Linked DNA regions of Mus musculus: regions 1, 2, 3 and 5 are each linked to region 4. A link is a contact called in public HiCAR-type and promoter capture Hi-C data. All regions are on one chromosome and are shown on one strand. Each heading gives the region's core, a stretch centred on a gene start, on an enhancer-like site or on the middle of the called end of the contact. The rest is flanking DNA. Distances are from core to core; before and after follow the strand shown. Region 1 holds the start of Gpc3 (glypican 3). Region 2 holds the start of Ccdc160 (coiled-coil domain containing 160). Region 3 holds the start of Kis2 (Kaplan integration site 2). Region 4 holds the start of Mbnl3 (muscleblind like splicing factor 3). Region 5 holds the start of Enox2 (ecto-NOX disulfide-thiol exchanger 2).

Region 1 (4,791 bases), core at 554-3,053, 1.4 Mb before region 4:
TCACCCCGTTTCCTTGCCAGGGCACCCTTCCCCCAGTCTTTTCTCACCTCAGCCCCTACTGGGCTTTCAAGTCCGAGTTTAGGCCATCAGCATTTCTGGGACACTTTCTCTGATCCCTCCGCTCAGCCCTCAGAACTCCATCTTCCCTCTTAACACATAATGTGTTAACATTTCACTTTGTTGGCTCCCCATTAGATTTGAAACTCTCTGAGGTCAGGTACTACAGAATGGGTTTCGTGTCTCTGTTTTCTCTTTGTATCCCACAGAGTCAAGCACATAGTAAGAATTCCAATAATGGTTATTGAATGAACAAATGAAGACTTGAATAAATTGCTCAGTTGCCTTCATATTGCTTTCTCTTTCTTCATAGCCCCCTATTCAAGACACAGCCCCCCTCCAGCTGTGTTTATCTATGTCTCCAAGCATACTTCTGTCTAGTTAAAAAAAAGAACACAATCAGACAACAAGCTAGTTTACACCGAGATATCAAATTCATTAATTGTAGAAATACTGAGCTCCTACTACATACAAGACACTGGGCTAAAGTTGTCTACGTGTGCACATGAGTGGAGTCACAAAGAGAACCAATCTGATGGAATGATTCAATTTCTGTAGAGCATAGATAATGATTATATGCTTTTTCTTCTCAAAGGGGCATTTGATTCTCAAAGAAATGTCTTTCCATTGGTGAGAATTAAGTAGAAGAAACGTGGATTGACATCCAGGAAATCTTCTAAATAGGGCTCTACTCCAGGTATGAAACAGACTAACCATGACTTAATGAATTTCATCTGTAAAATGATTTCCTGAATGAGTTACTCTCACCAGCTACACTTTGCTTTATGAGGGTCGCCCGTGATTATCCTGTAGATGATATGATTCACCTAGGAATCAGGATCAAGTGCCTAAATTCACACACACACACACACACACACACACACACACACACACACACACACACATGCACACATTTACTTTGTGTGGTTCTATTGAATGAGACCCAGCAAGCTACACGGGCTTCCAGACCTTTTAGGTACAAAGATGAGCCAGGCTGTGAAATCCAGAGGTCCCCAGCGCTCTGGAACGTGACTATTTGTGGGTAGGCTTTGAGGGCTTGGCCACAGCTGCATTGGGAAAGGGTTCCCAAGAAACCTTTCTCAGAAAACAGCAAGGAGAGGGATTTTGTGCTTAGGAAACCTTGTGTGGGCTCTGGTGGCCAGAAGGAGCCAGATCTGGGTGGGAGAAGGCCTAGGGTCGAGTCGGGTGTGTGTGTGTGTGTGTGTGTGTGTGTGTGTGTGTGTGTGTACCTAAACCGCAGACCTCCACTCCACTCCAAGGAAGATGGAGAGCTTGCAAAGGCTGAAAAGGAAAAGCCCTCCCGGCTGTAGGCCAAAGGGAGGCGGAAAGGAGGAGTGAGGCTGGGGAACTTCTCCCAGAGCCAGTCAGAGGGGACTGCTGCTGGGAAGCCAATCAGCGTGCCTGAGCCTGCAGCCCCTCTGCAGTAGTTATGCCAGAGCGCCCAGTGTAGAGCAGCGGCGAGCGAGTGTCAGGGCAGGATTGCCGGGAGCCACCGCACACGCTCCTTATCCTCTTCCCGCGCCTCTCCCACCAAGGCTTGCCCGCCACCTTGGTAAACCCAATCTCCCAGCTAAGCTCCTTGCCACGCCCCGCATCCCGCAGGCCAGCAGCTACACGACCCCACGCCGTCCTCCAGGCAGCGCGGCTCGCCTTGCCTCGCCCCGCCCCGTCCCTCCTCGCCACGCCCACAAGGCTCCGCCCCGGGCCGCCCCGCACCGCCAAGCTGTTCCCGCCCTCGCCCAGCGCCCAGGTAGCTGCGAGGAAACTTTTGCGGCGGCTGGGTAGCGGCTCCTCTCTTGCTCTGTCGGGCTACTGCCAGACTTGCTGAGTCTCGGGACCGCTCCGGCTCTTATTGCCACTCTCTCGTGCTCTCCTCGCTCCCCCAAGAAGCAGGATGGCCGGGACCGTGCGCACCGCGTGCTTGCTGGTGGCGATGCTGCTAGGCTTGGGCTGCCTGGGACAGGCGCAGCCCCCGCCGCCTCCAGACGCCACCTGTCACCAGGTCCGTTCTTTCTTCCAGAGACTGCAGCCCGGACTCAAATGGGTTCCAGAAACCCCTGTACCAGGTGAGTAGGGGTCCCTTGAGCATTCCCCGCGCACAGTGGAAAGCCAAGGCGCGCGTGGTGGCTCTTCCCAGAGCGCGCTAGCCTGGTGGGGCCGCAGCGGCCGTGCTCTCTGCTGCAGGATACCTGGGAATGGTTGCTGTGCCTGGGGCCTGGACCATCTACCAAGGGAGGGAAGCACAGTATGGGACTCTGTCCACATGCCCCGGGCTCACGCTGCTGTCAGGAACTGTGCAAGCCAGAGCGAGGAACAGCAGAGATCGCCTTTCTAGCGCCCATTTTTTTTGGGGGGGGGAGGGCGGGAAGGTGGGAGCTGGCTCCCCTCTGCTCTTAGCAAACCGGCTTCACAACGTGAAGACTGTGACTCGGGAATTTATCTCCCTTACTAGCACGTCTGCCTTAGCTGGACCCGTAGTTCTGGCCACACTTTATCCACCGTGTGTCCCCCCATGCTTTCCGTTCCCCAGTCTGGGTTCCCGAGGCTGGCCGGGCCCAAGTGCAGGCAAAGTTGAGCACAAATCTTTGAATCCTCAGAGGCTAGAGAAGACACAGTGAAGGAAACTTTTGAGTAGGAGGGTCCTCCAAAACGTGCAAGACTGAGCCTTTCCCTTCAAAACAGCTTCCCTTATCTAGGTTGGCAAATCTCTTTAAAAATCGGCGGTGCTTGGCCTACGGAGCACGAATCCAAAAAGGATTTGACTCCTCCCCCGCCCAAATTCATCTGCCTTGACAGGCTGGACCCCGAAGAGGAGAAGATTTTAGGCAGAGGAAAGTTTCAGAGCGCCTGCCTTTTGTTCTGCACAATCAGATCATTTTGTAGGGGCATATTTTAACCTTAGCTCAGGGCTGCCGCTGTCAACAGATGAATATTAATTGCCTTGTGTGATTGACTGTCCAGCGGTTGGGCGCTTAACGCCTGCCTTAGAATCCAATCAGGGCAAGTTGCTATACTAACAATACGTGCAGGAAGAATGGGTTTCGAAAAGATTAATTTTTCAGAGGTGCGCTTGGAAGAAAGCAGCCAGCCGTATTTGCACACAGACGTTTGTGGCTTCCAGGCTCTCCTTCCGAAGACTCGTGCATCCAGCTAGGCGCTCATCCCGCGCTTGGGAGACATTGGGAACAAGCCTCGCCACAACTTGGCTGGTGGCTCTCAACAAGTCAGGGAGGCGGGCCGGATCGTTGGACCAAGTTGTGAATGCGTATGCGCGCCTTGTGGGCGCTGCCAGGGAGCGTTCACTGGCAGGAGGTTACCTAGGCAGCCAGCGCGCCCTCAGCCTTTTCTTTAGGTTGATGAAAAGAGGCTAGTGAGCCTGCTGTTTAGTTGCAAAGGTAATTGGTCACCCTTTTTTGGTGACTGAAATGCACTTGCGCATATGTTAAATATTGCCTTGCAGGATATCGCTCTAAGGGAGGGTAGAACTACCTCTTCCACTGTTAAGTCTTAATAACGTACCACGTGGGCGTGTGCAAGAGCTGTAAGGGGCAACCTATGAATCAGTTCTGCAGAGCTGAAACAACGGGCGAATCTCTCTCCCCTGGAAGTGCCATGGTAATTAGATTGCTAAGGCTAGAGAACACGCTTTTGTTGATAATATAAAAATTGGTCCTTACAGGCTGAGCCCCCACAAGATGAATTGGTCCAGGGTTGGGGTTGGGCAGTATTTGGCTGATGCAAAGGGAAGTAAAATGGTGCTTAAAGAAGGGGGTACCGAGAAAAGTTCATCTAGATAGTTATTAGCAATCCTCTTACACACACACACACACACACACACACACACACACACACACACACAGAGAGAGAGAGAGAGAGGGAGAGAGAGAGAGAGAGAGGCGCGCGTTAGCTTGCTAGTCTCTCTCCTTCCCCCAGCTCTCTGGCTGCCTGCCTCTTTGCTACATCTGTATAAAAGTATTGGGAAGGCCCACACACTGTGTCTATGAGAGTTGGCTAGGGCTTGTTTCCTGCCTCGCGTGCTTCCAGCCTAAGAATGATCATACTTATAGAGAGACTTATTTGTCTTAGAGAATTTTTCCTGTATTATTTCTCAAACTCTAGGAGGAAGCACTTTTCTATTTGTTTCCATATAAACCCAGCACAATTCATTAAAAAAAAATTAAGTTGTGCCCCGCACCTTTAGATGGCAAACATGGAAAACAAGTCCCAAATTCAAATATCGTGATAACCATCCAGCTACCATGTACTGTGGCAGCACAGGCCTGGACCAAACCCATTTGTCCTGAATTTTAGTCGGCTAACGATGGACGATGTAGGTATAGAAAATATGGTAAAGATCCTAATGTTCATGTGCACAAGGAGCTCATCAGAGTTTCAGAGAAGAGATGGTAATGGCAGACCGAATACAATGGCAAGTGCATAATTTCAAAGCGAATAAATGTGTAATTTGCTGCTGTTTCTCACTGGTTAGAAATTGAAAGAGAGCTGCAAATTATTTGATAGTTATGAACCATCGCGATGACCGCTTGACTCCCCCTCCCGCATCGCCATCTACAGCTTAAGCCATGTTCAGTTTGTCTGCTACACTGTGTTAACTGCATTAATGCTTTCTTTGTCCCAGATAAAATGAGATTCGGTCCCCACTCAGGAAATATCCTCAAGAATGTCCTGTTTCACGTAAGGGGCGCATTTGGG
Region 2 (4,738 bases), core at 1,887-4,386, 1.6 Mb before region 4:
TTTCCCCCAGCACAGGTAGGCATTACTGGGAAGCGGTTATGGGAGGATGTGGGAAGCTTTTCTCCACTTCACAAAGGCCCTTCTTCCCAGTAAACCTGAGTGATTCTTGGTAATGATTATCCCCTGACCCATGTTGAGCAACTTCTGTCAGGACTCAGCCCCTCAGCTTCCCTCAACTAAACAGTCCCCTTTCAGGGCTGAAGAGATGGCTCAGCAGTTAAGAACATTGGCTGCTGTTGCTAGAGGGCCTGAGTTCGATTCCCAGCACCAACATGGCAGCTCACAACTGTTTGTAATACCAGTTCCAGGGGATCCATGGCACCAGGCATGCATGTGGTGCACATATCTGTGCATGTAGGCAAAAACCCATACACATGAAATAAATTAGTCTTAAAAAAAAAAGTCCAGTGGTGGCGCACACCTTTAATCCCAGCACTTGTGAGGCAGAAGCAGGCGAATATCTGAGTTCAAGGCCAGCCTGGTCTACAGAGTGAGTTCCAGGACAGCCAGGGCTACACAGAGAAACCCTGTCTGTGTGGAAAAACAAAACAAAACAAGTCCTGACTTTCAGTCATTGCCCAAGGACCATCAGATGAGAACAAAATCCTCCCAACCCCTCAGCCCAAAAAGCCCCCTCTCTTTATCTTTGGATGTTTTCCACTCTTTTGACTCTCAAGGGGAAAAAAAAAAACTGCTCAGCCAAAATAGGAAAAGAAAATATTTTCCTCAGCTAGGCATGGCAGTGCATGCCTTTAATCCCAGTACTCAGGAGGTAGATCTCTGTAATTTTGAGGCCAGCCTGGTCTACATAGTGAATTAAGGATAGCCTGGTCTACATAATGAGTTAAGGGCAGCCAGGGATACGGAGTGAGACTGTCTCAAAAAAAGGAAAAAAAAAAGTAAGAAAGAGTTGTAACTTTCCCCCTATTCCCGTTGCTTTCCGGCAGGAAGCAGAAGATTCTGACCTGGTTCCTTGAGGGTACCTTTTTCATTCCCCAGCCTCTTTCACTAGGTTGTAAAAAACCACTCAGTAACAAAATGAAACCCCAAGTGAGCTGTGTGCAGCCCCAGCTATGCCTTACTAGACAACATTGAGGGCAGGCTAGAAAGGGGAAATCTGGAGAAAGGGTTAAGTGCAGGTTGTGGCAAGCTACGCTGCTGCTCACCTTTCAGAACCGCTCAAGACTCGCCTTCCCGGAAGCTGCAGATTCTTAAGGTAAGGAACCGGGATAAGGAACCTACTTCACAGGTGGTTAACAGCAAATGGCCCTCCTCAAGCACTCTGATCCCTGACAGCAGTAACCTGGGGCTCACAGCTAAATCTACATATGGAGATTCCCTGCTGTGTCTAGAACCTGTCACACTGGCTTTGTTTGGGAAAAGCAGAGATTTTTCTCTCCAAAACTATTAAGTAAATTCATTTTTCTCCCCCACTTCACATCTATCTGTCATATTCCCTTTTTCTGTTACCATCGGTGAGCATTGAGACCTGAAGCTAAGTATATTGGTCACACTGGTATCTGGTAACAATGATTTTTAACTGAGTTATTTTGGGGTTTTGTTTTTAAGAAGGAAAAAGGAAAATCTCTACTGTCCTCCCTAGCTTACGAACTTCGCGGGATGACATTTTAAGGCAAGGGCTTTCATGTTTCCCCTGAAGTTTATTTGACTTAGCTCAAGTCTTCAGGGCACTTTTCTTTTGAACGTTTATGAGGCCGTCTTGGAAGCGTGCTGACAGGGATGAGTGATGCTTTGCTTACAAAGTTGAAGGTTTATGTTGGGCAAGACTCTGAGCTTCTGAACTCCCAGGATGAGATAACAACCAGAACAACTGTACTTACCCTTCCTGAGGTCCAAGGTCTTAGACCGGATGTCACTGGTCTCCTCCAGCTTGAGCTGGAAAAAACAGTTCACCACCACCACCCCCACCTCCCTACAGGAAATATAATTTAAAGAATGTCCCAAACCCATGTTATTCTCTGAAGTGTCCATTCAAGTCACAGATGCTACACCTACAATGTCTGTGGGTCTATCTGCAATGTGGCACCAGACAGAAGTCATTTCTCTTTCTAAGTTTTCAGCCCATTTTTCCAAGTGTTATGCTACCGTCTTCCTTCCTCGGGCAATACAAATGTCAAGTGGGGCAAGAACCACACTGATACTGCATTCACCACGGTTATCTCTTTACCCTGAGCATGTATTGAACAGACAAGCCACCTGTGGTGGAGACAGAAGCTTGCTGATTACAATGTGCCTACCAAGAGTCACAGGGCTGGAACCTAGGCCTGGCTTCCCTCCTTCGAGTAGAGTTAATTTGTAAAAACATGACACAGAGAAATGGTCCCGCTTTTTTTTTTTTTTTTTTTTTGCTTTCATCTTTCAGGGTTCTAACATATGGGTCAAGTGCCCACTTCCCTGGACAGAATGTCCCTTCTATTGTTTAGGCAATATGGAGAGAGAAACAAAGTGCCACCGAAAACTCAGCACTGTGTGTGGCTATGATCCTCAATTCTTTGTTATTAGTGTGAAATTATCCCTTCTTGAAGAAAAGATACGGAGTCCCCTGAGTTCCCAAGGCTTAGACTTTATTACTATGGGAGTCACATTCTTGCTATAAAGCTGTATCTTTATATGCATAGTTTGGGGATTTTTCTCTGTGAATGGTTAACTGAAACTCCTGCCATCCTTGCTTCTATGGAAAAGAAGGTGGCCAGGAACAAGATGTTGTTAGAACCCCCACTGCAGGTGACTCTTTTCACCTCCCAGTCCAGATCCTGTAGCTAGTGGGTGAATGGATAAGCTTGACCCCACTTCTCTGTCCACAACCCCTTTCCCACGCCCTGTTTCTTTTCTTTCCAAACACACGCTAGCTCCAGCCTGGGGCTCTCAAGAGAAAAAAAAAAAAACCTGCTGCTGGGACTTCCTTGGTTTTCCGCCCTCTTGCTGGGAGAGTCAGGGGGTAAAGAGGGGCGCGCCAGGGGAACCCGGGATGTCCCTTACACAGACATACCTGGAAGCGCGGGTGCGGTTGGAGAGCCCTGTCCACTCTTCCCCGAAGCCGGTCACTACCGACAGGAGGCAGCCCCTTGTTCAGTGCTAGCCACCACGACCCGGCCAGGCTGGCCCGGGGCAGAGCCTCTGCAGTGCAGCTCCAGCGCGGGCCGCACTGTTGCCTAGCAACCAGGCGGATGGATTTAAAGGGACCGGGCACTGAAGGAACCGGTCGCTGCAGGTTGAGTACTGCTGCTAGTCAGGGAGTCAAGGCCGGACCAGAGCACTGAGCATGCCCGGTAGGGCGGCCACTGTGGTGGCTTCTGCCAGGCAAGAGATAGGAAAGCAGGGAGAAGACGCTGAGTCAGAATAGGAAAGGTCAAGAAAATGCTAGGCAAACCCATGCACCGCTGGGACTATTAGACTAGATGTGGGAGATTCTCAAGGCTATGTGACCACCGACTGTGGAGAAATGGAGAGGCAGTTGCATAGGGTTAATCCCCTAGATTTGGTATTTAGTAACAGGATGTTATGGAGGATTCGCTTTGGAAGACCTTAGGTTGGAGTCAGGGTTGCTAATAATGTGGGAGTTGCATCATATCCCCATCTCTACCTTATGTACCTGTCGAAGGTCAGTCCAATGGCTTAGCCAGAAGTTCTACATTAGGCAAAGCACTAAAAAGAACCTTGAGTCAGAACCTGGCTCTACCTGTGTAAAAAATGAGGCCTGTCTCTCCATCCATATTGTCTCCATTTATCACTCAAGAATTTGCCTAAGTTGTTCTTGAACCCATTTGAATGTAAAAACGTTGAGGACAACTAGTTTACACTATACTCAAGGGTTAAAAAAAAAAATCACTCCACCCCATAATCAGCATCCAAACGCTGACACCATTGCATACACTAGCAAGATTTTATTGAAAGGACCCAGATGTAGCTGTCTCTTGTGAGACTATGCCGGGGCCTAGCAAACACAGAAGTGGATGCTCACAGTCAGCTAATGGATGGATCATAGGGCTCCCAATGGAGGAGCTAGAGAAAGTAGCCAAGGAGCTAAAGGGATCTGCAACCCTATAGGTGGAACAACATTATGAACTAACCAGTACCCCGGAGCTCTTGACTCTAGCTGCATATATATCAAAAGATGGCCTAGTCGGCCATCACTGGAAAGAGAGGCCCATTGGACTTGCAAACTTTATATGCCCCAGTACAGGGGAACACCAGGGCCAAAAAGGGGGAGTGGGTGGGCAGGGGAGTGGGGGTGGGTGGATATGGGGGACTTTTGGTATAGCATTGGAAATGTAAATGAGCTAAATACCTAATAAAAAATGGAAAAAAAAAATCACTCGCTTTCCCCAGTCACCCAAATTTTCTCTTTAAGTTTTAAAGCTTCCTCACAACTTTCGAGGGGTTTCTTGGGTGACAAAACCCCGCCTCCTTAATCATATTATTTATTCTAAACATGCTATTTTGTGGAACAAATAAATGGTCTCCTCAGGCTTTGATTAGTCGGTTGCACAGTGTAAATTTTATAGCCCATGCCGGGCTGAGACTGGAGGCTGTGAAACACGGGGTTTTGCGGGCACCAGATAGCAAGAGAAAGAAAGGGAAATGACGGCTCTGGGGTCTCCAGGGAAAGATGGTTTAAGTTCATTTTAAAAGTTACAATCTAATTTAAAAGACCTAACAGGTGAGTGACTTGGGAACAATACCGGAGCTACTTTTTGAAAATTCAAACCTTGGGAAC
Region 3 (4,892 bases), core at 2,275-4,774, 1.5 Mb before region 4:
TCAAGACAAGATGAGGCTTTAAAAATTATAAAGTGTTTGTAAGTCAAAGAATCTGTAGATTCTAAAAAAAACCTGTAAAGACAAATTTGATAAAATTGTAAGAAATTCAGAGTTTCTGCTTCAGGAACAGATAGCAAAACAACATTTGAAATATTTTTTCCTGGAATCCTACTCTCTTAAAAAAATCCCATGGGTGTCCTGATTTGCTGGCTTTGATTTTGGCCTCAGGAGCATGAAAATGGACACATACATAAGGCACAAGTATAGAAAACACATTTTTTCAATAGGACACACAATTTCTGAGGGGACAAGAGACCTCAACTGGAAGAGTAACTACAAAACTTTAAAGTAGTAAATACACGTGGAACAATAGCTCTATTCTAGTTGTGGGAGGAACATAATACTCTTAAATTACTTTCTGGTTTCCATGGGGACCTTTTGTTCTAAGATACAAACCATTAAGTCTAGCAGAGCCACTTGATATGATTTTTAAATCAAATGAAAAGATTTTTAAACTAGATAAAAATGTCAATTACTAGTACTTTTAAAGGTATTAAAATTCAGAGTAGTTGACATTGCTGGTTTATGTTGGTACAATTAAGTCTAGAGATGGTTACAGAAGAATATATGTCCCTTTCCCTTTCAGGCAGAGAATAGCTTGAAGTATCTCTGGGGGTAGGATACTATGCTAGATATAGTTTTGGTATTTATTTTTTTAAGTCTACTATTAACATAAAATATTGGCAAGAACTTAGTGTTTTGCTTAGAATTCTTAGGCTCATAAAAGAGAACAGATTCATCTTCCCTTTGGCCAATTTCCATACTTTTCTCTTACAGAATATTTGGATTTCTGTGTGGGCATGTATGCTATAGGATATGTACATATGTACATAGACATGTATACGCATTGTGTACAGACACATACTGATCCAGCTGGGAGTAAGTGATGTAACTTGGTGGGGGGATGTCAGGAGCTGTGGGTCTTTTATTTTGCAGAATGTCAGAGTATTGTTTGTCTCACAATACTGAGAGCAAGCCAGAGCCTGGTGGGAGCCTGGAGCCTTAAGCCCTGGGCTGTGGTCTGGGGGAGGGGACAGGGTTGCAAGGTCACAAGCTCTTAGCTTTTAGCCTCAGCATGACCACAAGTTTTAAAGCAAGAAGGGATCACATGCTTTTCTTTGAGCTGTTAGTTATTCTGATTCTGTGTGTGTGTGTGTGTGTGTGTGTGTGTGTGTGAGTTGCTTTTTCTTCCTTTGCTTTTTCTGAGTCTCTAGCTATTTTGGCTGATTGTTACTTTTTTTTTTTGTAATAGCAAAAGACAAAAATAATTTACTTTGTGTGTTAAAATGCCCTAGTTTTCTATAATCTCTATCTTGTACTTAGTTAAATTTTCCCTGCACAAGAAAATAACTGAAATGGAAGAAATTATTTTCTCTAGCTGAGGAACTCGATCCAGGCATTCTATATAGTGCAAACTTAAAAACAAAGGAACAACAACAAAAACAAGAAAATATCCTGGAAAAGTTTACCTAAAATACCTTATTCGGGGTATTGTTCTGACTTTAGAAGGGAGGGGTGGAGAGGGTTGAAAACTGGGGTGGGGGTGGGAAGACCATGGGAGGATAGTTTGTTTAATGAACTGTTAAAATTTGGAAATTCTTAAGTGGGGTCCCTCACCACGGCATTGAAACCATCCTCTTAATTTCATTTTAGGCAGGCTGCATCTACTTGTACTCATCTCATAGGATATTTTCATCTCTTCCAGCTCTCTTCTGTCTCTTAACCAAGACGCGTAGTCCGGGTGACTGTTGGTAGTGAGGTTTCTTTGGGAAAATATTCCAAAATCGGGGTAATGGGTTTTCTCATTCTGATGCTCAAGGGAATGTGTTTACTCGTTCCCAGCGCTCCCACTGCAGCTGCAGGGCACAATTAATTATGTTAATAATTTGCGAGAAGCGGATGTAACTCCCCAACTCCTCCCCCCCGGGGGGGTGACAAAAGGGGAAGGAGACATCCTGGGGTCCGACCACGTGATATTATCTTCGCGCCACTTTTACAACCCTCCCCCAGGTTTTGCTTGAGCTCATTGAGGTTTTTTTTTTTTTTAAATCCTGCTTTAATACAATGTCTCTTAAAAGAGGGTCTGAGATATGTTTCCACACCTCTCCATCACTAGCTACCTTTAAAGGTCCAAAGTTGGATTGCAGTCCATGCAACTCTCACAAGCGAGATCTGATTGGATATTAAATTTGGGCTTGCATAGTTTCCAGAAAGCATCAAACAGATGCTCTGGCATACGGTGGGAGGTCTGTTTGTGCGGGTGTTTGAAAGTGGAAGGCAGCCCACCTGTAGGAGTAACACACATTGGAGTAACGAGGGTGCTTTGCATCACTGAGACCTGAGCTGAGCCTGCAATTCTGCTTGAGCTCCACCGCTGGCCAGGGAGCAGGAGACAAGTCTTAGGAGTCTTTCAGTCCTTAGTAATCCGCTCGCCTGAACCCCTACTGTGCACCAGATTGAAACTCACGTGGTGCTCTTGTTCCCTTTTGAGCTTTGAACTGCCACAATCACCCAAGGCAACAGTGTTAGGGAGTAAGGGACCTGTCTTCGTTTCTGAGCCCCAGCTCATCCCTTCCAGTGTCCCCTCTCCTGATAGTGCGTGCTCAGTAACTTCAGGTTTATTTGTTATCTGGTCAATCACTCTTTCCACCATCTAACTCACCAAATATCTATCCTCTTGGACCCGTGCCCTCCAACAAAGCAGAGAAAGTATAGTATGGTTATCCTTTTTTGCCCCATAACCTCCTAGTATGCTTAATTTTGTATTGACGCTAAATCATAATTTTAGTTTTGTACTTGGGATGTGCTTTTAAACAGCCTTCTCTCAAATGAGTCTTAGCTGTGGAAGGGGGAAAAGCAAGGTAATTGGCATCTGTGCGTGCACCCAAGGGACATTACCATTCATAATGCCTGCTAGGAAACTGATTTAAAGGGTAAAGGTGGCGTTCAGCAAGTGTGAAACTTCAGCAGTAGCTTCACATGCCAGAACTGAAAACTTTCACATGGGCAGAGTGGATATGCCGGGTATGTATTTCTTCTCTCCTACAGACTTTCGGGACACTTTCAATCTAGCTGTGAGGTAGTGCGCATGCGCGCACTCGTTGGGACGTGGGGACACCTGGGTCCCACAACTGCTTGGGCCTCGTAGCCTATCTCCAGAGGGGGATGGGACAAGCGCTTCAGGAGCCTGACCGGACAAGGTAGTAATGAGTGCGCCATTCTGGGCAGGCGACTGTGGCACTGGTTTAGACTGGCATCCCATGGGTGCTTGGATTAAGGAAGGACTCTGGTGTTGGGGACAGAAGGGCAAGGCTGAGGGAGCGGGTCCTGTGTGTCACTGGGGCACCGTGGGCTTTGGCCTGGGCGGTGTGGGGGTTCCATTTCCTAATTCCTGTGTGGGCCGAGTGGGCGGGGGCGGGCTTTCCCCCCTAGGCTATTAAAGGCGAAGGGCGGGCTTTTCCCAGGGATCGGGCTTTGGGACGCAGCTCGAGGTGACGGACCGCTGCCACAGGCTCGTGTGCACAAGTGGTGCTGCGCGGACACTTTGGGGGTTAGGTGTGCGTGGGCCGCCGGGGCGCGTTTCCTGCACGTGGCTCCTCGCCGCCCTCCCTCCTCCACCAGCTAGGAGAGCAGAGGGCCAGGAGCTCTAGGAAGATGCGTGCGGTTCCCTGATCCTGGCAGGCAGGACAGCAGCGGGATGGTCGCGCGCGCCACCTGCCAGGGCGGGTCACTGGCAGATCCCCTACGCGCTTGTTCTGGATGACTGGACCAGGAGATGCGTACCTCCGCGGGCGCAGCTGTGATCCCAGAGAGTTAACTAAGGTGGGAGGGGATGGAGCTGGCAAGACTTGAGAAAAGCAAAGTACCTGAGTGTAGTTGAGGGGTGCCAGGCAACTCGTGAGAAAAGGACTCTCCCTTGTTGCTCTGAAGGTTTCTGGAGAACTTGTGGGTGGTCAAATGCCAGGGTGCACGTGGGGTGTGGGGCGGGAGGACTCCCGACCTACCTTGGTTTCCCTCCCACCAACCCGAGAATGGAGGGAGAGGCTTAAGCTTGGCGCGTTTTGGGGGCTTTGAATGGAGAACTCCGTTTCCCATAATGCTTTGTTTCTTTCTGTTTAATTTTGGTGGCCGCTAAGGTGTCTTGAAGACCTAAGCGCGTGGCATGACTGGCTGGAGCACACCCTGCGTTCCCAGGAGGTTCACAGATCTCTACTGGAGCCGCTGCTGAAGATGCGGGAATAGACCAGAGAAAATCCCGAAATGGTAAAAGACTGGGTCCTCTTTGCAATTTTAGAAGTTGTACAGCGACTTTCTAGTATATATGATGGAGAGCAGATGTGTTAAAGAAAGGTATTAGCTAGAAGGAGCTTTCTCTGGAGGGCTGAGGTATGGTTTTGCGAAGTTGAGTCAGGTTTTGTAATATATTTTTAGTGGAGGCAAAAATCTCTAGTTGTAGGAACCCAGTTCAAGAAGAAAAGTATAATAAGCCAATACTTGCACTATAGGAAGCAGATTTCATATTTACTTCAAAAGTTTTGCTAATTTATATTTAAAATGTTTTAAGAACTATCTTAGTCACTAAGTGGCTTCGAAAAGTTCCAACATTTAAAATATCCTTTCTCATTGAACACATTTCAAGTTTTGTGTCCCTGAAGTTTATTGGTGTCCCCCCATCAACACAAACATTCCATCATGGGAGGGAGGGAGCTCGTGACCCCTCAGACTGTCCTCTGCAGCATTTTCCTGGGTAAGATACACACTTGGAAATGAGAGAGGTTTTTCCTGTGGAAGATAATGACATGAAGCCAAAGAGCTAATCTGACTTCTTTAGG
Region 4 (5,155 bases), core at 1,181-3,680:
AATTGTCTTCTAAAGAGAATAATAAATCAATTATGCTGCCTAGCTGAGAGGAGGGGGCAGAAAATCGAATACAATATAATAAGAACTTGTAAAAAAAAACTTAAAACCATGACACACTAACACATTACAGATTTTTAACTCTTTGCCTATCCAGCATTTTAAAAAATAGGTCTATATTTGTTTGTGGACTATTGTAATCCTTCTAATATGAAATTATTATATGAGTTTTAGAATTTTTCCTGTTACATTAGTCAAAGTTAAATATACTTTCCTGGAAGAAGACGCTACTTGAGGCTGCCCCAGTTTTCACCTTATGTAGTTTTAAAATGCAGCAAAAGCGTCAAAAGAATGTTCCCAAGGTATGTGTAAAGAATCGCTCACAAGCCCCATTTGACTCATTGGTGGGGCAAAGGGCCAGGAATGACAATTTTGAATCAAACAGTAACCTTTGAAGATCCTTCAGGGTAATGATGCCGAGAAGATCCCAAATGCAAATGAGGAGCAGATGGAAGTGTTATGAGACTTGAATGTACAAACATTTATGGTAAGAGACCTTCTAGAGTATTGTGAGGACACGGCCCTATTTTTCTTTGGCGATGTTCCTCTAACCATGTCTGAGAAGAGCCAAAGAGACTATTGACTGGCTAGAATTTGTTTATAAGGTTACTCTTCTCTCCAGAAAACAGTAAAATCTCCTTTGCAGTTTTCACTGGCCAGCCCTTTCAAGCAAGAGACAATGTTGAAACCATGCTGTCCCCTAGATGGGTAACATTCCTTGAAGTGTACCGCACATTCCTAAGGAAATAATTGTTCTAGCAACTCCACAACAGTGAAAGTGGGCCTGTCTGTGTGGGTGGTTATTAGGAAAACCTGTGGGTCCCGCAGGAGTCTTGGATTGCAGTGGTGGACAGAGGTGAGGGACCCGTGTTGCCCAAGTTTAGTATAAAGACTCCTTTTGTTGAGTCACTGACATGACAGCTCCTCATTTGTTGGGTCACTGGGCATAAAGTTATACTGCCTTGCCTGTCTTCCAGTCTCTCGAAGTAACCAACACCTCTTTAGTTTGGTGGTGGCTCGTGGACTGGCAAAACCACTTCCTATATGCCAGACAAGTTTGACTTTTTTTTTTTTACAGTAGTGCAGGGACTTTGGCAAGTATGAAAGAAGGCGTGGGAGAAGTAGTTAGGAGTTCATGAGGTAACCAGGAAGTCCTTATTTTGACTTGTTAGGATCCTGGCCATAACTCTCAAGTGTTTGACATGATCCCTGTACATTGTCCTGGTGACTTTCCCAGTTCTTGCCAAATGCCATTGCAGATTTTAATGATGTGAGGGGCAGTTTGTGCCCAGTCTTCTAACCATTGCTGTCGTACTCTGATTATTTTGCATTTAACACACAGAGATTGATTTCTTGCCTAAAATGAGCTGAATTCTATTTGGATCAGTTGGGCAGAATTAAAAAGTATAATTAGCCCGAGAATTCACTTCACTCCACAACCTAACTGCCACTTAAATATGCCCTGCAATGCTTCTGCACTTTGTGCGGAGCTTATAGAGCTGAGTTCTAGACTGAAGCAGTTGATTGCATGCAGGAAAGCAGCCATGAATTGCTACGAGATCCTCGTTGACGATCCTGCATGTGTGTGTGTTATCATCTACAATTGTCCTCATAAAATTAAATAAAAGCACGCATTTATTATTGTGGGGCTCCAATTAAGAGACAGCTGGTGCTCTTATTACGCTCGCATTAAATTGAAACTTGTAATTTAGATGTCCAGATGCACACTTTAAAACCCAAGTATAAAACCGCCTTTGCTTTGTCCATTTTCCATTCAGAAGTATCTGGAACCCTACCTCAGGGCTCCTCCTACCCGGTAAACTCCCTTGCAGTAGGGGAAGCATTTCCTCTGATCAACAGTTCTCTTCTCTCAAGTTTTTGGAGCGAAATAAAAGATCTGGCGTTTTATGGAAGGGAGGAGACCCCGGAAGGCAAACGGTAAGTATTTCACCCTCCACGAGTTGAAATACGTATTGATCAAAGTCATTTTGGAATTTTTCTAGTACACCTCACCTGTCTCGGGAGTGTCTAGAAACCTATAGCTTCGCATTACAATTGCCTGTCTAGTTGGCACTGTAGTCACTGAAGCTCTAGAAACTTTAGAGCCGGCTCGCGCTCCCGACCCGGGTGGCGTGTGCATGCTTCCCGCCGGCTTTGCTTCTGAACATCCTGAACGTTATGATTTGCCCCCATCCCCCCTCCCACACACATACTTAATAACGCAATGACAAAAGCCACTCTCGGCGAGGGCTTGTGCAAGCTGGGGGCTTGGGGGTGGGGTGGGGGGAGGCGCCACACCCCCTGAGAATAAAGCCCACGCCAGCAGTCTCGGGAAAAGCAAGCGCGAAGGTACGACTCTCACAAAGACGAGATTTCACGACGCAAGTGCGTCCTACAGGAAGAAAGTGCCCCCAGTCGGAGCGCGAGCAGGAGCGCGACTTTTTGGCGCTCTTTGCGAGCGAGCCGCAAGGAGGCGGAAGACGGTCCCGGGCCGGGGCGCGGGAATCGGGGCAGCGAGCGCCGCACGGGGGAGTTCCTGCGCGTGGCGTCCTCGCAGCGAGACGCCGCTGGAGTCGCTCACTCGGAGAGGTGAGGCTGGACGGTGGCGGGGGCGGTGGCCGTGGCAGTGGCGGCGAGGGGCGACGGCTAGGCGGGGTGAGTGGCGCTACCTGGCCAGGCGGGGCGGGGCCGGTCCGGGGCGGCTGAGGGCGGCGATTGCCGGCGACTCCAGGAGTTTGGCGTGAGTTGCCTTGCGGGCGCCTAAAATCCGAATTGTCTCTCCCGAATGGCCGAGCGCTAAAGTGAGAGCCAGCGGGGTCAGCCCGGGGGAGCGCGGGGGGGAGGGATGCGGGACTTTTGTGTGTGTGTTGTGGGGGTGCACGGTGGAGGGGTGCCGGGGAGAACTTAGGGCACGCCTTTAACTAGGGGCCCCAGTTTGGGGGAGATGAGGTGGGGGTGGGATGAGGGCCGGTTGCCACAGCAACCACGAGCCTCGGCGGCAGGAGCCCCGTGCCTGCCCCGGCCGGCCCTCCCGCTTGCCCGCTCGCCGGCCCGCCCGCCCGCGCGCGCCGCGGCGGCTTGGGGAGCTGGGGCGCTCGGAGGTGTGCTCCGAGTGGACTGAACCAAGCGGTGGCGACCGCGGGGGGTGGGGAGGGCGTGCTCCCGGGCCCCTCCCCTAGCAAGCCGGCCGAGTTGGGGGGACTCCCCCATTACCGAGGGCACCCCACAAACTAGGGTCTCCTTAGGCCTGAGGCAAAAGCGTGGGGGCCTGGGGACGGGGGTGGGGTGGGGGCGGAGGTGGATGGCACCTCTGGGCTCGTGGTCTTGGTCCCCGGAGTTCGCAGCGCGTGTTGCTGGACTTGACACCGTACACCCCGCTGCCGCTGACTCGGGGCCCGGTAGCACGTCCCAGCCCTGAAGTTCTGGAGGTGGGGCGAGCTTTAATTTGCCTATATCTAAGGATTTCAGGAACCTCGCTTTAAAATGGCGGCATCCACTATACACCCCTGCTAAAGGCTCGCCCGGCACCGGGGCCACCTAGCGCAGCGCAGCGCTGCTTTTTTTTTTTTTTTTTTTTTTTGCTTCTCCCGCTAACAGATGGCATGTGCGGCTGTTGCTGCCTCTGCCCCTACTGCTGCCACTGAGAACAGGGGCCCCTTAGCCTCTGGGTTTGAGCTAGCGACGGAAGGTAAGGCTGCGGATGAGTTTGGGTTTAGGAAACTGGCTGCCTTGCTAGGACACCGATGAAATGCGCTGCTTTTAAAACTTTTTTTCTACTCCCGCGCAAACAAGGCAATTTAACACTGACTGCAACTTGTTGCGTGGGTTTATTTTTTTCCCTGTTTGTTTTCTTTTCTTTTTTCCTTTGATTTTCCTCGTTTACTCTTTCCTTCCTCTCACCCCCACCTTTCCTTTTTTTTTTTTTAACATAAAGGAACTTCCTGCATGGCTTGTCATTAGCAAACGCTTTCTCTAACTAACTTTCCCATTTCCATGGGATGCCTTAGCAGGGCCGCAGAACTGCATTGCATCTCTTCCCTCCCTGTGTGAATACATTTGGGCAGCTTGCTTTTACCACCTGGAGCTGAATGGCATGATGGCTCTACATTATAGGGAAGGATTGTAAAGGCAGCTGTAGTTTTTAGCACTAGGAAAAAAAAGCTTCTGTGATAAGAAAATGACATTAAAACACGGGTTCTACTGAAGTTTAACCGTAGGCCATTAGTTGTGCTGTTGGTTTCGGCACACGTAGATTATGTGACACTGTTTATTGATAAGTAAGCACACACAACACACACATAGATGTGAATATTTTGTTCCAATGGTTTTAGGGAGTTCTTTTCGTCTAGATGTTCTTAATTGCTCTTTCTAAACTGGCCTCTGACCCCCACAGCCTTTCCATACGTGTAGGTAAAGTTCCTGGGAAAACATCAATTAAAATAAAGCTGCTGCAAGATTTAATTTTGAAATGATTGGTGACTGATCACAGTGCAGACATGTTGGTTTAATTAGCAAGGCTTTGGGTGACTACTGAAAAACAGACGGCTGATGCACCCGAACCAATGACTGGACACCGACACGTAATGTAATTGATCCAGGTATTTCTGAAGAAAGGCATATTGACAAGGACCCTTACCAGAGACTTTGGCTTTTTCTGAATCATAGGCACATTTTCTTTTGGACTGTGCAAAATTTAGTCCATTAGACATTAAATACTAAAGCAAATTGTTTTTTTTTTTAATTTATAATGCTTTGGGGAAATGCTTTTCCCAAATATTTAGAAACACTTCTCTAAGCCTAGCCTAAATAGACGTCTGTCTATAACCCAGCTGATCCTATTGTACTCGGTGTGCTTTTCACTTCTTCCAAGCAATAGAAGCTGGAAAGGAGGGGAAAGTTTGTTTTGCACCTACTAAAGTCTAGTGCAGGTTTTCTACAGTCTACCTAGAAACAAAGACCCACGCTGCTAACAATGGAATTTACTGTCTAGTAATTCCACACTGCTCGAAGAGACCCATGGGAAGCCATCACATTTGAGAAAGGAGGTGCTAGAGGGAGAGCAATAGATATCTGCAGAGGAAGGATGACAACCATCAAG
Region 5 (4,592 bases), core at 1,523-4,022, 1.9 Mb after region 4:
ACACACACATATACCCATTGGTCTTGTTTCTTTATATGCCCCTAATTAGTATATTGTCTTGTCTGTATCCCTTTTATCCCCCTCTCTACTCTTACTACTTGAGATAAGACTTCAAGCACTATGTGAATGGGGAGGGGGAGCATGGACATCATTGTCTGTTACATAATTTTTGTGGAAATGCTTTGGGTCTTTTCTGTTTTGCATGATATTGACTGTGGTAGGCACACCAAGAATTTTATCATGAAAGGATGTTAGATTTTATAAGAAGCCTTTTCTGTATCTAGTGAGAAAACATGTGGTTACAACCCTTGAGTCTCCTTAGGTCATGGGTTACATTTACTGGTTTACATATGTTGAAACATCTCTGTATCTCTAGGATGAGGCCAGCTGGGCGGTAGTGGATGAACTCTTTGATGTGCTCTTGAATTTTACAAATTCATATTCCACTAAAAAGAAAAATCTAAAATGAGTGGATAAACTTCTAGATACATATGACTTACCAAACGAGCTAAAACGAAGTAAGTAATATAAAGGGACCAATCAGATATACTTAATGAATCACTGAGCGTACACCTGATTAGTATTCCTGGATAACTTTTTGATGGGCAGCTATCTAGATATTTTATTGAGTATTTTCATCTATGTTCATCAGGGAGATTGGTCTGGATTTATTTATCACCTTTTTAGAATAAGGGTAACACTGATTTTATAAAAATAATTTGGAAACGTTCTTTCCTTCCCTATTTTATGGGATGATGAAAGGAGTATTGATATTAGTTCTTCTTTAATGGACAGGTAGTATTCTGTGCTGAATCTATCTGGTCTTGGGAATTTTTTAGCAGGGAGATTTATTATTCCTGCTTATAATTCATTGGTTGCTATGTGTTTCTTTATATTACTTCACCTTAGCTTAAGGTTGGTAAGTCATATGTATCTAGAAGTTTATCCACTTATTTTAGATTTTTCTTTTTAGTGGAACACGAATTTGTAATGTCCTCATGATTCCCTGAATTTCCTCACTATCTGTTGTAATTTCTCCCCTTTCATCTCTAATTTTATTAATTTGTATCATCTTTCTCTTTCTTTTAATTAATTTACAATCCCTTAATGTTTGTTTGCTTTGAAACACAGTCTCACTATGTATCTTTGGCTGGCTTGGAACTCATTATGAAAAGCAGTCAAACTTTGAATTCATAGAGGCTTGCCTGCTTCTACATCCTTAGTACTGAGAAAGATGTGGACCACCACACCTGGCTCTCTGTTTTCTTTTGCTTTTAATGTAGGCACTTAGTGCTATAAAACTTCCCCTTAGCCTAGCCTTTATCATGTGCTATTTGTTTTGATGTGTTGTTTTCCTTTTCCATCAATTCTAAGAATTAAAAATTTGTCTCCTTGAGTTTTTTGACCAAATTATCATCCAGTAGTGTGTTTTGCTTTTTTGAGTTTGTGTATTTCTTATAGTTTCTATTGCTGTTAATATCTACCCTTATTCTACTGTGATTCAATAAAATGTAGGATATTATTTCAAATTTTCTTTTCTTTGTTTGTTCAGTCTTGATTTGTGTCCTAACATGTTAATTTTGTAGAAGTTTCCATGGGCTGATGAGAAGAATATGTACTCTTTAGTGTCTGAGTGTAATTTCTGTAGATGTCTGTTCAGTCTATTTGATTTTTGATGTTGTGTAAACTCTAGAAATTCTCTGTTTAGTTTTCGTCCTGCTTTTTGGTGGGAGTGGGGTTTTAAGGTCACCTACTTTAAATGTGTTTGCATTAGTATGTGTTTTTAGATCTAATGTGTCTTTTATGAAGTTGGGTCTACTGGTGTTTATCCACCCATTTATTTACTGGTCTCTTGTTACATAGTTTTACTTAAAAGATGTTTTCTTGAAGATATGTAAGATATTTTTCTAGTTGTATTGTGCATCTGTTATGAGCTATAGCATTATACTAGTATATGGCAAAGCCATCAATCTTCAATACAAGAATACAGCTTAACTGCCTATCTATTTAGTAGATTTCTTTTGGTATCTCCACATCACATTTACATATTTAATTATGACAAGTCCTAAAGGAAAATATAATTCCCAATTAGAAGTACCTAGTTTTCTAATGACTCTAACAAAAGGCAAACTTTTACAAGGTATATTTTTAATTAAAAATTTAATCTTAACAAAACGGAAATGTATATGTTCATAGCACATGTGTTTAATTATGCATTTGAAGAGGCTTAGGCAGTAGGATTCTTAATTCAAAGCCAGTTCTAGGCTAGATAGCAGCATTCTTCCTTAAACAAAAAAATCAACCATACTCAGACTTCAAATGAAAATGTCAAATTATAATGCAATGCAAACATTCTTTCTCAAAACATAAATACTTTTCTAGTATTCAAAAGAATCTCGAACATTTATCTGTCTCTACAAGCTCTCTATACCTAAGCTTGAGGGTCCTTGCACACTAAACTACAATACCCATAACACTGTCCTGTATTTCAACTCAGGGTTTTCAGGAAGCTTGGTGTGAGAGGAATTGTGGGTATCTAGAAGAAAGCATTTTGACTTCATCTCCCAGAATCCTCTAGCATCCCTTGATACCTAAGCAAATATTGGATACTTCTGAGGAATAACAGTTTCCTGTGACCTCAAACTACATTTCCCATGAAGACACATGCTCGGGCCTCGCGGTTCTCTGATGCCCTAGCCAATGGGAGAGGCTTCAATAGTCACCTGGTAGGTTAGAGTCCAGCTATTGGGCCCCATTGCCTGGCCTAGGCCATCTAGTAGAAGGTGCACGGTTGGGAAGACAGTTGTGGGGCACACCCCACCCTGAGGGCACTCCGGGTCCAGGAACTTCCGAGCGGGTCCGATTTTCCGCGGCTGTTTAAGGAGTAGCGCTTCGGTAGCCGGGGAGCTGGAGGTCAGCGAGGCAGAAAGCCCGAGTGGCAGTGGCCGGGGACTGTGGGACCGAGGGGGTCTAGGGAGGAGGGTGCTTCCGGGGCCGCAATCTTTGGCGCCTAACTCCGCCCAGCCCGCTTCTTCATGGGTGGTGGGTGCCTTGACTGGAGTTGGGGGGCAGGCACCAGTTGCCTTAGCATCCAAAGCACAAGCACGTCCCCCCTCCTCCCAACTCTTCTCTTATTTCCTACCTCCACCCGCCCCTCTCCCCACCACCCAGCGCAGGCTCCTTCTTAGGATGAGAGAGCCTCCAAAAAGTGGCATCTGGATTCCCCTTCAGGCAGGAGTTGGGTGCTCTGTTCCCGCCTTTAATTTGTTGCTCAGCTCTGAGCACCTACCACTGCAAGTACACACACAAACCCCACTCGACCCCACCCTGCACCCCCGTTTCCTCTAGGCGAGTGGAAATTCCTTGCTAAACCCAGGGCTTGATTTTCTGTCAATTTCCATTTCTGCTTCCTGATAATGAGGTGTTCTCTCTCTCTCTTTCTCTCTCTCAATCTCTTTCTCTTGGCTCATCTCTTTTTACTGGCCTTTTTCAACTAGTCATTGGAGTGGAAAAGGTGTCCTTCAATTTCCAGAAGGGATAGGAAGCAGAAAAAAAAAGAATCTTACTTTTGAGAAATACACAATTAAGGTTCAGTACAGTGTTCTAGTGAGGGTAGAGGGCAAATTGGACCATTTAAAAACCTGGAGCATATTAAGGGCTTCCAGCAAAATCTGATTAACACCAATAGATAGAATTGAGAGGCTGCTTTGTAAAAGTTCTAGCCTAACTCAGAGCTTCCTGACGTCTTGAAACTTACTCTTTCCTTAGAACAATCCTAGTATGCTTTGTGGAAGAGGTTGCCTTTCATTTGGGCTCCAGTGGTTTAAAAGAGATTCAAAAGGAGCATAAGAGGAAGAAAATGCTTCTTGATGATGCAGGACTTGGCGAATAAGAAGTGGGGGATGGAAAAGGAAGGAGTGTATGACAGAGGCACACATGGTTCTAGAAGAGGTATCAGCAGGGATATATTGGGAGATAATACTAGGATAATATTGGGAGATCATAGTGACATGACAGGTAGAAGAATATGCAAAGTTTGAATTTATTCTGTATTGAATAAAATTAAAGACAAAAAAATTAAGACTGGGTGATTTTCCTTTTCATCCTAGGGGAACCTGATTTGAGATCAATTCTTGGAGAACACAAAGAAGTGTGGTGGTATGTTCCAGGTGTGAGTTTAAATATAAGGAGAAACTTTTGTCTTGTAGATGTTTTATTTGTGGCTAATCTTCGCCACAACCTGTATCTGTCAATTAGAAAGCAAAGTGCCATAAACATAATAAGAAATGAGTTTGCTGTCCTTGTGTAGCAGAATACCTGAATTGTAACCATCTGATTAGAAGACAGTATTGACTCCTATTTATTGAGCCCACATAATGTCCAAGAATCATAAGCACTTAGTGACACTGTCTGAGAGTCTTATATGTACTATTATTTCCACTATTTCTCTAGAAGAAGAAACTAAACTGGGTATTTTAAGCAAATATCTAAAGACAAATAGATTAGAGATAATCGAGGTGGAGTTTTGATGTACAAACTTCTGACTTGAACGCCCATGCTCTTCGCCCATGGTTTCCTAGTTCTGATGTGTA

The links. Promoter capture Hi-C pulls out the DNA fragments that hold promoters and counts their contacts. HiCAR-type assays count read pairs that join an accessible place to other places.
Region 1: a contact with region 4 is called in a HiCAR-type map of astrocytes, with 5 times the contacts expected there. The contact joins the promoter of Gpc3 here to the promoter of Mbnl3 in region 4. A contact is called at or near these places in 1 of 39 promoter capture datasets (hippocampal neurons) and 1 of 115 datasets of contacts at active chromatin or transcription factors (astrocytes).
Region 2: a promoter capture Hi-C map of hippocampal neurons shows a contact between it and region 4, with 2.4 times the contacts expected there. The contact joins the promoter of Ccdc160 here to the promoter of Mbnl3 in region 4. A contact is called at or near these places in 2 of 39 promoter capture datasets (hippocampal neurons and liver).
Region 3: a contact with region 4 is called in a promoter capture Hi-C map of pre-B cells. The contact joins the promoter of Kis2 here to the promoter of Mbnl3 in region 4. A contact is called at or near these places in 2 of 39 promoter capture datasets (cranial neural crest and pre-B cells).
Region 5: a contact with region 4 is called in a promoter capture Hi-C map of pre-B cells. The contact joins the promoter of Enox2 here to the promoter of Mbnl3 in region 4.

The regions. Positions count from the first base shown.
Region 1 is chrX:52,610,986-52,615,776 of GRCm38.p6, reverse strand. Gpc3 (glypican 3) reads left to right here and starts at 1,803. Exons shown (of 8, transcript NM_016697.3): 1 at 1,803-2,144. The coding sequence starts at 1,973. All of the region lies in intron 4 of A630012P03Rik (RIKEN cDNA A630012P03 gene), which reads right to left.
Region 2 is chrX:52,789,598-52,794,335 of GRCm38.p6, reverse strand. Ccdc160 (coiled-coil domain containing 160) reads right to left here and starts at 3,136. Exons shown (of 2, transcript NM_001034059.1): 1 at 3,011-3,136.
Region 3 is chrX:52,743,225-52,748,116 of GRCm38.p6, reverse strand. It overlaps Kis2 (Kaplan integration site 2), which reads left to right and starts at 3,524. Exons shown (of 1, transcript NR_003188.1): 1 at 3,524-4,892.
Region 4 is chrX:51,203,265-51,208,419 of GRCm38.p6, reverse strand. Mbnl3 (muscleblind like splicing factor 3) reads left to right here and starts at 2,430. Exons shown (of 8, transcript NM_134163.5): 1 at 2,430-2,646.
Region 5 is chrX:49,286,422-49,291,013 of GRCm38.p6, reverse strand. Enox2 (ecto-NOX disulfide-thiol exchanger 2) reads left to right here and starts at 2,772. Exons shown (of 16, transcript NM_001271447.1): 1 at 2,772-2,913; 2 at 4,110-4,169. It overlaps Gm39513 (a long non-coding RNA gene), which reads right to left and starts at 4,098. Exons shown (of 2, transcript XR_882305.2): 1 at 2,724-4,098.